Linked DNA regions of Anas platyrhynchos: region 2 is linked to region 1. Evidence: chromatin contacts called from public Hi-C data. All regions are on one chromosome and are shown on one strand. The core of a region is the stretch at or near the end of the contact, and the rest is flanking DNA. Distances in the headings are between cores, read along the strand shown. Region 1 overlaps LOC106018037 (a long non-coding RNA gene). Region 2 overlaps IGF1 (insulin like growth factor 1).

Region 1 (4,446 bases), core at 1,657-4,156:
AATCCAGAAGCTCTCTTGTGAAGATTTACCTTTATGACAGAGGCAAAGCTTGCTAATTCTGTCTGTTAGCAGATGTGGATTTTGCTTGGGCTAGGTTAAGTGACTGATAGTGATCTGTCATGACTCAAACACAAGTATGGAAGAAAGTTTGTGCTGGCTCCCCTGAAAGAATGCCTTTGCTGATTTTTATAGGTTTCATCCAAAACCCAATAAGAGAACTCTTCAGTGCCATTAGAGAAAGACAAGCATTTCCAAGAAAAAGGAAAAAATGAATATCTGCATTTTCAGCAGTGACCAGTGTTGGTTATTCCTCAGTTTTGAAGTTCACAAACAGAGAATTCAAAGGAAACTTTGGAAGGAAGTCCAAATGAAAAGGGGCCCCAATTTCAGGTTGATGGTATTTTCTGCTATTTAAACTCCTCTTTTGATGTATCTCCAGTCAGGCATCTGAATCACTAGTCATTTTAGAACTCTCCGGCTCATTCTTTTCTTTATTCCTCATCTTTTTCTCTTTTCCTCTTCTCTTTTGTATTAAGGTCAAATCCTGCTTCTCCTGATGCCAATAATAAAACTCCCATTGATTTCAACATGAGCAGGAAATATGCAGTTTGCTATTTACCACAACCACCACAATGAATCTCTGGGAAGAATTCATTTACATTCATTCCAACGATACCATGAAAAATGGGCTCTTGCTATTTTATCACATCCAAACTGTTGCTCTAACTCTAACATCCTAGCTGTTGCTAACAAGTCAGTGATGATTTGTAAACCAACAATTTATGGTAACCACATTCCATCCCCATTATGATGTGTGGTTTGGAAATGGAAAAGTAATCAAGACCTCCTGTTAAGAGACTTTATTTCAGTTGAATGTTTCTGTAAATAAAAGCATTTTGAAAGGATCATTGCTATATATTTCTAACTCCAAATTGTTCATTTGATCTAGGCCCCATCTACACTCCAAATTCCTGCCAGGCTCTGTCTGTCAGGAGTGTGAGATCCCCAACAGTGGCATGAGCATGCTGGCAAAATTGTTTCCATCAGTATAAGTATTTTCACTCAATTGGATAGTTTCACTAGACTGGAACAGCAGTTCCATTTCTTGGAGACAGCTATGTCCATTCCTTGGAATACTTTATAATATTTTATCAGCAGACTATAAGGGTACACTGACATAAATAAATGCCTCCTACTACTGTTACAGTAATAGATGAAAAATTACAGTCAGACCCATGGTATGTAGTAATGCCCTTGGGAACTGAGAGCCTGCGTAGTTTTGTGCAACACTTTGTCTTGGTCATAAGGATTGTGGGCAATCACTGTGACACTAAGTAGGACTTTCCAGCACTTTGATGGGAGACCACCTAGAATTACTGGTAAATAGGCTCAAATAAGGGAATTTTGTTCAAGTACAAGGTTCTGGTACCAAATACATTGAAAACATTCTTTTGATCTCTTTGACACTAACATACACTATCTTTCAACCCTGCGTAAGAAGCCTGCAACCTGGATTTGAGGTGAGAGTCAATATTTGTGGTAACCTGCTAAAGGAGTTATCAAATTAAGGAGTCTACAGACTGCCCTAGTTAATCAGCAGTAACTATGATGCAATATGAAGATAGAGACCATGGTAATTAGGAGTTAAAGCTCTCATCCTACCTCTTCTTTGGCAAAAAATCTCTACTCAGCTTACACATTCCCCTGGGGGAAATCTGTCACTTCAGAGGGTTTATATGAATGCTCTGATTTTTTGTTGAATAAAAACCTGTCTACTAAAAATTATTCGCGAAATTACTTGTATTTTGTGACCTAAGAAGAGTTTTTGAACAGGTATGAATCGTCACGAGGTATCTTTTTAGCTTGTCCATATTGTAATAATGGTATAAAGAATTAGGAAATACTTTGTTATTAAATAACTTTCTACATAGTAATTATCATAACATCAGTATGAAATACATATTTTAAAGATTTTAAAGGACGTTTTACCCTGTGTTGTATGACAGACTAAATAATAAGACACAAATCCTGGCAAGAGAGCTCACTCACCATGGGGAACTACAGCCACAGATCCATGATACAAAGTGTTCATGGGCTAAACTCCAGTTTAATGTGTTCTTTCCCATTCCTGACCCTCTGCTGCAAGCACAATGCCTTCTCGTTTGTGGCAGCACAACAGTTCATGAGTCTGTGTTGTGAACCAGACCTCTGAAATTTGGCTGAAAAAAGCAGTATGTGTGAGAGAAAGAAGAATAATATTGAAGTATTTTTTTGATCTTTCACAGTTGTGCTGCAAGATGTGGTGGGCAACAATGAGCAGTGGAAAATGCAGAGAAGTTGTAGATGAGACTGAAGCCAACAGTGTCATTGCCAAACCAAAACTATAACATAATGTAGCTTTAGAAAAGAGCCTAAATATTTCCTTAAACAGATTACCAAGAGATGGTCCTACAAGCTGCTAGATATGAATTCTGCTGTATCTTGAAAAGACAAGTTCTGCAATACATTGCTCCGCAGCCAGAGAGACACTCAAGTGTGATGTTAGGGCCAACTGCAGCCCAACTGGTTTCTTCCCCCTTGAGTGTGATTTGATAATATCTGAACTCATCAGTTCTGGAAACAAGGCAAAATCTCAAAGCTGAGTTGCATGATTTTATCCCTACAACTCATTCTTTCCACTTAGCCCTATTAGGCATGGAGTAGATTTTTGTAAAACTTCTTTATTTGTATAAATATTTGCTATCTCCATGTATATGTCTTTGACCTAATATATCATGCTGTTCTTCAGTTAGAAAGTTAACAAAATGAAGAACATTTTCAACATTTGTCCAGTAGTAGGAGACTGTCAGATAACTGGTCGAAAATTTAGTCATCCACCATCTTTATATTAATGTTAATGCTACGCTACCACCTTGTGGACAAAAGGTAAATAGCACAGAGCTGCTCTACGCTCGGGTACACCGTCCCTATGAAATATGGCACGCGTTGGGAAGGTGGCTGTAAGGCAGCCTAGGTGGCAAGGGCAGTACAGACTGAGCTAGTTTAGGATCTGAGAAATCAATAGAAGCCAAACTGATTGTGCAAATCTGCTGGAGCTCTGAAGTGTGGTAGCAGGTGAATGGTACCCCTCAATGGGATATGACAGTCTGATTCTCCCCTAAGGTATCGAGAGAAACACGTAGGTATGAAATCATGTTCCTGAGATACTAGTGTACCAATATCTTTATATAGCAACTCCTCTGACTGCTCTCAAATGCAACCCTCAGAGCTGCCTGCAGCTTCCTTGACTGTCTTCTATATGCTAGCTCAGATGACAAGTCATTTGGCAGTGTATCACCTTACAGTCTCAGATCCTCCATAGTTTTCTCTCCACGTGCAGGGATTGCAACAGCTCTCTTGAATTTCAGTGCTGTGCTTCAGTGAAGAGCAGGAATCATAATACCAATTCAAAATCCATTTACTGAGCATGTTATTAATAATATTATTAATGTAATTAATAATATTATTAATGTAATTAATGTAATTAATAATATTATTAATAATTAATTATTATTGGTAGCCTCTTCATCCCATCAGGATATACCTATGGTACTTAACAGATTCCAAGAGAAGTATGTTCAAAACTGTCACATTCACTTTTCCCTAAAACTGAAGGAATCTCCTTGTATGTCTGAACCTGCACAACCAGGAGATGTGCCATCTGATGTCCTTCCTCATACATAAACTACAGATAGATCTGAAAAACAAACATCACTCAGACACTTCAAATACATGCCAGAGATGATTGGCATGGGTCTTAATGTGGCTGAAGGCAAAGCCTCTTGGGGAGCGGAGGGGGTCTGCGTCACTTGATAGTCAATATGATAGAGATTCAGATTTACACTAATGCCAAGTTCTCTCTGCAGTCTAATGTGGTACATGAATGCAGACTGAGGCTTTTTACATTTGGCATACATGTCCAAAAAGAAAAAAAAAATATTTGACACTACAGAGCAAGCCTTCCTCAATTGTTTTGCATGAAAAATTAGTTGTCCATTGGATTAAGCACATGAACATGTGTCTTGAACATGGCAAGAAATTGCTTTAACAGAAAGCATAATTCTTTGTGATTTCCTTCTTTCTCATTTTCCCCATCCTCTAAACCTTCATAAGACAGTTTGAGCGTTTTTTTAAGGCTCACCTTTTTCAAGATCAAGAATTGCACATCTTGACATGTAGGAATGATCGCATGAGGTACCCTGCATGGATGAAACAAGGAGTTTCAGACAAAACTAAAACATAAAAAAGGAACATGTGAAAGGTGGAATTAGTATCAGGAAACCACATCTGGAGTGTTGCGTCCAGTTCTGGGATCCCCAGTAAGAGGACAAGGACATACTGAAGCAAGTCTGTGGAAGTGATTCAGGGAGTATCTTATATACAGGAAAACATTGAGGGAGCTGGGAC
Region 2 (4,690 bases), core at 1,688-4,187, 140 kb before region 1:
TACATTCCTCTGAACTCCTTTTTCCTAGCCAGAAAAGGAGGTGCCGAAATAACCTAAAGAGGCTGTGCAGCCTGGCTGGAAGAGAGAAGAGAAGTTCAGCAAGTTTAGTGAGAGCGGCTGTTCCTGTGAGATTTCCAGCCGAAGGGCCTTAACCAGGATGACACTAATTCTGCAGATCTCATTCTCCTCATTTGTGAAACTCAGAAAAGTTTCAGGTTAGCATCCAGGATAAAATCATAATTGGAAGTAAAATGAAGTCAATTTCACAGTTACATTTGTCTAAAATGAGTCTGTTTTCTCTCCTCAGCTTCTAAATGATTGTCTAAACTGCATCTCTTGTGATTTTGCTTAATTATATGCAATCTCTCCTCATCTGTCATTTGCTTATGCTTCTCATACATTCCATCTCGTCTTCTTTGTAATATCACTTAATAACTTTTCTAATGAATTTCCTAAATTCATTCCAGCATTCTAGGTATCTTTGTTTATGCCTCTAGCAGTTAGACAGCAGGTCATTAAATAAGTTGTTATCAATTTAAACTTCATAATTGTTTTAACTTCCCATCCAGCATCATAAAACTGCTATGCATTCAACTGTGATCACTCTAAAGATTAAAACTACAAAAATAAACTACTGCATAAAGTTTTCTCTATACAACTTAAAAGCAAAATTTTTTGTAGAACAGATAAATTTAACATATATCACATTTAGAATTAGTGACAATGAAATACAGTGAACATAAGTGTCATCCTTGCTGTGCGTGTGTGTGTGTTTTTTTCTCTATTTTTCCTAATCTTAGTGATAAAAAGTATAAACCAAAAGTCTGGTGCAGGAAATAGCTGCATAGCATTGACCTGGATGAGACTGAATCTCTCTCTCTCCCTACTTGTCTGTCTTTTGTTGTGTGCATGACTCTGATCTTTTGCCAGCAGCTGCTATGCAGCTTTTGCATAGAATACCACTGGTACTACTGTGGTGTGTGTTGCCCCAGTAATGGCTTTTTGTGTTTTCAACTGTATATAAAATGAGAATATTGCATGAATTATATGCTGTGTTGACATATATATAGAATTGTTTCTATGTCATAGGAGATAGAGAGATGGAGCTGTTGTAATGGAGTAGTATCGCTAGCCAATAGATCTGATCACTGGAATTTCCTGGGTATTAATTATATTCTAGAGTGCACTGATTAGACCTCCAGAAGATTTGTGTGATTGGCACAGAAGAGATAAAATTTAACCTGGTATTGAGGGTTTACAAAAAGGCTTCCTATCCTTCAAATGCATTGTGAAAATAGTTCTTGATGTGAAGGTGTAATAAAAAATCAAACGATCCCTGACAGGGACCGTTGTTTACTTCTGTATCGTTCTCAAGGTTTTGTAGTATTTCACTTCGACTGGCTTTGGCCATGTAAACCTCTGGCCCCTAAACGTTAAGGGCCAGGAGATTTGACACCCGTTGCACCTGCAGGCCCTCGTGTGGGGCTGGAAGGCCGGAGGCTGGCAGTGGCCTTGCTGCGGGCAGCCGGGCCACGCTAGGGGGCTCCGGCGCCATTCGGTTGCTGCCACCTGCGGCTGCAAAGGGAAGGGGACAGAGAAGGGGAAAGAGAAAGGGAAGGAGAAGGAGAAAGGAAAAGGGAAGGTGAAGGCCCAGTATAAGGCTGTGCCCGAGCTGCAGATGCACTGCGGCCTTATGGGTAGTGTGAGAGTGGCCTGTTGAAACTCAGCCTCATCCTCCTCACCACAGGGGTGTTAAGAAGAGAAACACTAGGGAGATGCTGCTGAGCAAAGGGGAGTCAGGATTCATTCCCTGATCTGTTTATAGGTACAGATGGGAATGGTAAATGCCATATTCAATCCAGCTGGCAAACTGGAACATGTCTTGAACTTTTCTTGAACATGTCTTGAACACTTCCCAGAATCATGTTCACAAAGATTTCTGGAGGCTATTAAAAATCAAGTAAACTTGTCTTTGTATTGTTCAAGTGGCAGAGTTACTTTAATTCAAGTAGTGGGACCAGTACTTTTACACACTGAAGTAAACGCTTGTGCTACCACTGCACCTTACAATAGTTTTCCTGTCAGTATTTGGATCTTGTACTGCAGTCGCTCAAGTAACAGACAAGAAGTAGAAAGTGAGAAGAAAGCCAAACTGTTAGAGGAAGGCAGCCCCCTGTGATAAATCCTCCTTTTTAGATTGGATCATTCAGATCATTTTTATTTGTAAATATAGTTCTGGAATTTGAAAAATGAGTTGGTAGGGTATATTTGCAAATCAGGAAGTAAAACACTTCTCAAATATCTGTCCTGCATGCTGTCCTTTGACCTCCTTTCTACATTATTAATAGCTTCTTAATTGTCTATGCAGAAATCCCTTATTATTAATCAGGGTAGGCTTTCTTAATTTCTAGTTTAAATGAAAAATTATGGTGGAAAATCATCAAATGTACAGACAGAATCTATCAGTGTGGTATAGCTCGGTAACCTTTTATGAGCTTTTGAAATAACTGAACCATAGCCTGTGTAACTGCTTGTGTGGTAAACACTGTTGTCCATTCAAGTAATGATACCAGAAATTGTTCCCCAAACACAGAGTTATGTTGATATTTTAAAATACTGCTACTGATCTCCACAGCTTAAGCACTTAAGCTCTACCCTGCTCTTTGTCAGCTTCGTGCTTGGGAAATGTCACTGGAGTGACAGCTGGTGGAGTGAAGGCAAAGAGCAGAGAGGAAGCACTGAAAAATGCTTGGAACAAGTCTCTGTTATTGAGAGAAAAGATACTGGAAATACAGAAAGCAGTATATGGCTTAAAATCCACCCTATGGATGTGTAAAAGAAAGGACTAGATGTAATGAAACATATCTGCACAGTGTGTGGTATATTTAACAGAACTCCTTGCCATTCTTCAATTACAGCAGCAACAAGGAAGATTATCCTTTTCCCTACTCCAGGATGACGTCACTGTACTGATAAGTAGGACTTAGGAGAGGTTTATGTTCTTAGCACTAGAATTAAAAAATATAATGCTCCTTTTAATGTCATAATTTCTAGATCTACCAACTTTCAATGTTTTATCTTGCGAGATCATTAGGAAATTCAGAAATCATTTCCCTTTGGTTTGAGAGAAGCAGAGAGGGGTGATCTAAGGATAAATAAACTCTCTGTTAGTGTGCTACCATACCTCTGTATCGCATCTGGCAAGTATCCACAATGTTTCAAACTAATATGCTGTAAAATTGCTAAGAAGAGAAGTCTTTAAAAATTCATACATATTAACATTTCAATGTTGAACCTGGTAGTAATTATTGAGTACTATATTTGTTTCCTAATAGAACAGACATTCTTAATTTATTATTTCACATTGTAATTTTTCACATTAGACACCATAGTGGCTGAATGAATGATAAAATGAATAATAAAATATCAGTGATAGGACACTTGTTCTTTCCTTTTATTCCAAAGAAACTAGACATTGTTGCACCATGTCCCATATCTTGCTTAGATTCATTTTGATTCATTTCCTAAGAAAAATTGCTGAAACCTTTCCAGATTTCTTCATGGACCATTCATTCATTATTGTCTCAGTGCTCTGAGACAATTATATAAAATCATACTTAGTGGATGTAGAAGAAAAAAAATAATTAAGGTGAGTTCTTCTGGGTATGGCATCTGGTATGGCTCAAGCTGGAATCAGCGAGGGGCAGCCCAATCCCTAAGGAACAATTTGTACTGTCATATTGCACACAGAGTGTGTAAGTGTTTGAAAATTAAATATTTCTGCAAAAGAAAACTAAATATCCCACAACACTATCAACAACTGAGCAGCAGAACGCTGCTCAGGATAAAGTCTGGTAATCATAGATATGAATTATGACTGTTTGGCACCATAACATTGCTAGTGACACTAATAGTTGGAGCAGGTAGCAACACCTAAACCTCAGTTTGCCTGAAGCTTTCTAATACTAATCTCTACAACTTTGAATTGTTATAATTTAACCAAACCTAACTGTCTGGGTTTCAAAGTTTTTACATTGTGCATTTTTGATAGGATTTTCAGGTTTTTGTTGTTCTTCTTATAAAGGATGGGAGAAAGAAAGGTGTAGCTAAAACCATTGAGTAGTTTCTGACAATAAGATTAAAAGAATGCTGATATTAAAAATTAACCTCTTCTTATTTAAAGTGTTAAATAACAATAACCCTTGTACTTCCAGGATGTTAAGGTGTAATTTAGGGAGGAAGCAATAAGAAAATTACTCTGTTTCAGATATGTGCACTTAGGTTCTGCACGTTTAAATTCACCTAAAAATTGCAGATTTCCAAGGTTCTGAGTTACTTATCAGTACAGTTAGGTGTATAGATATAAGTATAGGTATTTATCAATTCAGTCTAAGTATCAGTTCAATTCTCTGAAGAGCTGGGCTAATGCAAGAAGTTTTATTTTTATACCTCCTCATGATAATTTCAAGGCATTATCATCTGGCAACTCTTCTGTTAGAATGGCTGCCATCATTCATTACTGCTACCATAATTATAGCAGCGGTCTGATATAGACTTTTCTCCATCAGGTGTTGAGGTGAGGTTTCTCTTAAAAACATTCTTTCTTGGTCTGTGTTGAGATTAAAGTTAAAAAAGATGTAGCTACTTTGAGGTTAGGTGGACTGGTGTGGGCACTTCTAAAAAGATCCTG

What was found. A called contact is a pair of places that touch in the nucleus more often than the background predicts.
Region 2: a contact with region 1 is called in a Hi-C map of skeletal muscle, with 6 times the contacts expected there. The contact joins two enhancer-like sites. A contact is called at or near these places in 2 of 8 Hi-C or Micro-C datasets (liver and skeletal muscle).

The regions. Positions count from the first base shown.
Region 1 is chr1:58,501,026-58,505,471 of IASCAAS_PekinDuck_T2T, reverse strand. It overlaps LOC106018037 (a long non-coding RNA gene), which reads left to right. Exons shown (of 4, transcript XR_003494768.3): 4 at 193-1,710. Among named protein-coding and RNA genes, the nearest start is that of PAH, 84 kb to the right of the region's middle. Within about 2 kb of position 2,906, at least 2 of the 8 cell types and tissues checked have an H3K27ac peak or open chromatin away from gene starts, as enhancers often do.
Region 2 is chr1:58,644,083-58,648,772 of IASCAAS_PekinDuck_T2T, reverse strand. The region is part of intron 2 of IGF1 (insulin like growth factor 1); the gene reads right to left. Among named protein-coding and RNA genes, the nearest start is that of IGF1, 25 kb to the right of the region's middle. Within about 2 kb of position 2,937, at least 1 of the 8 cell types and tissues checked has an H3K27ac peak or open chromatin away from gene starts, as enhancers often do.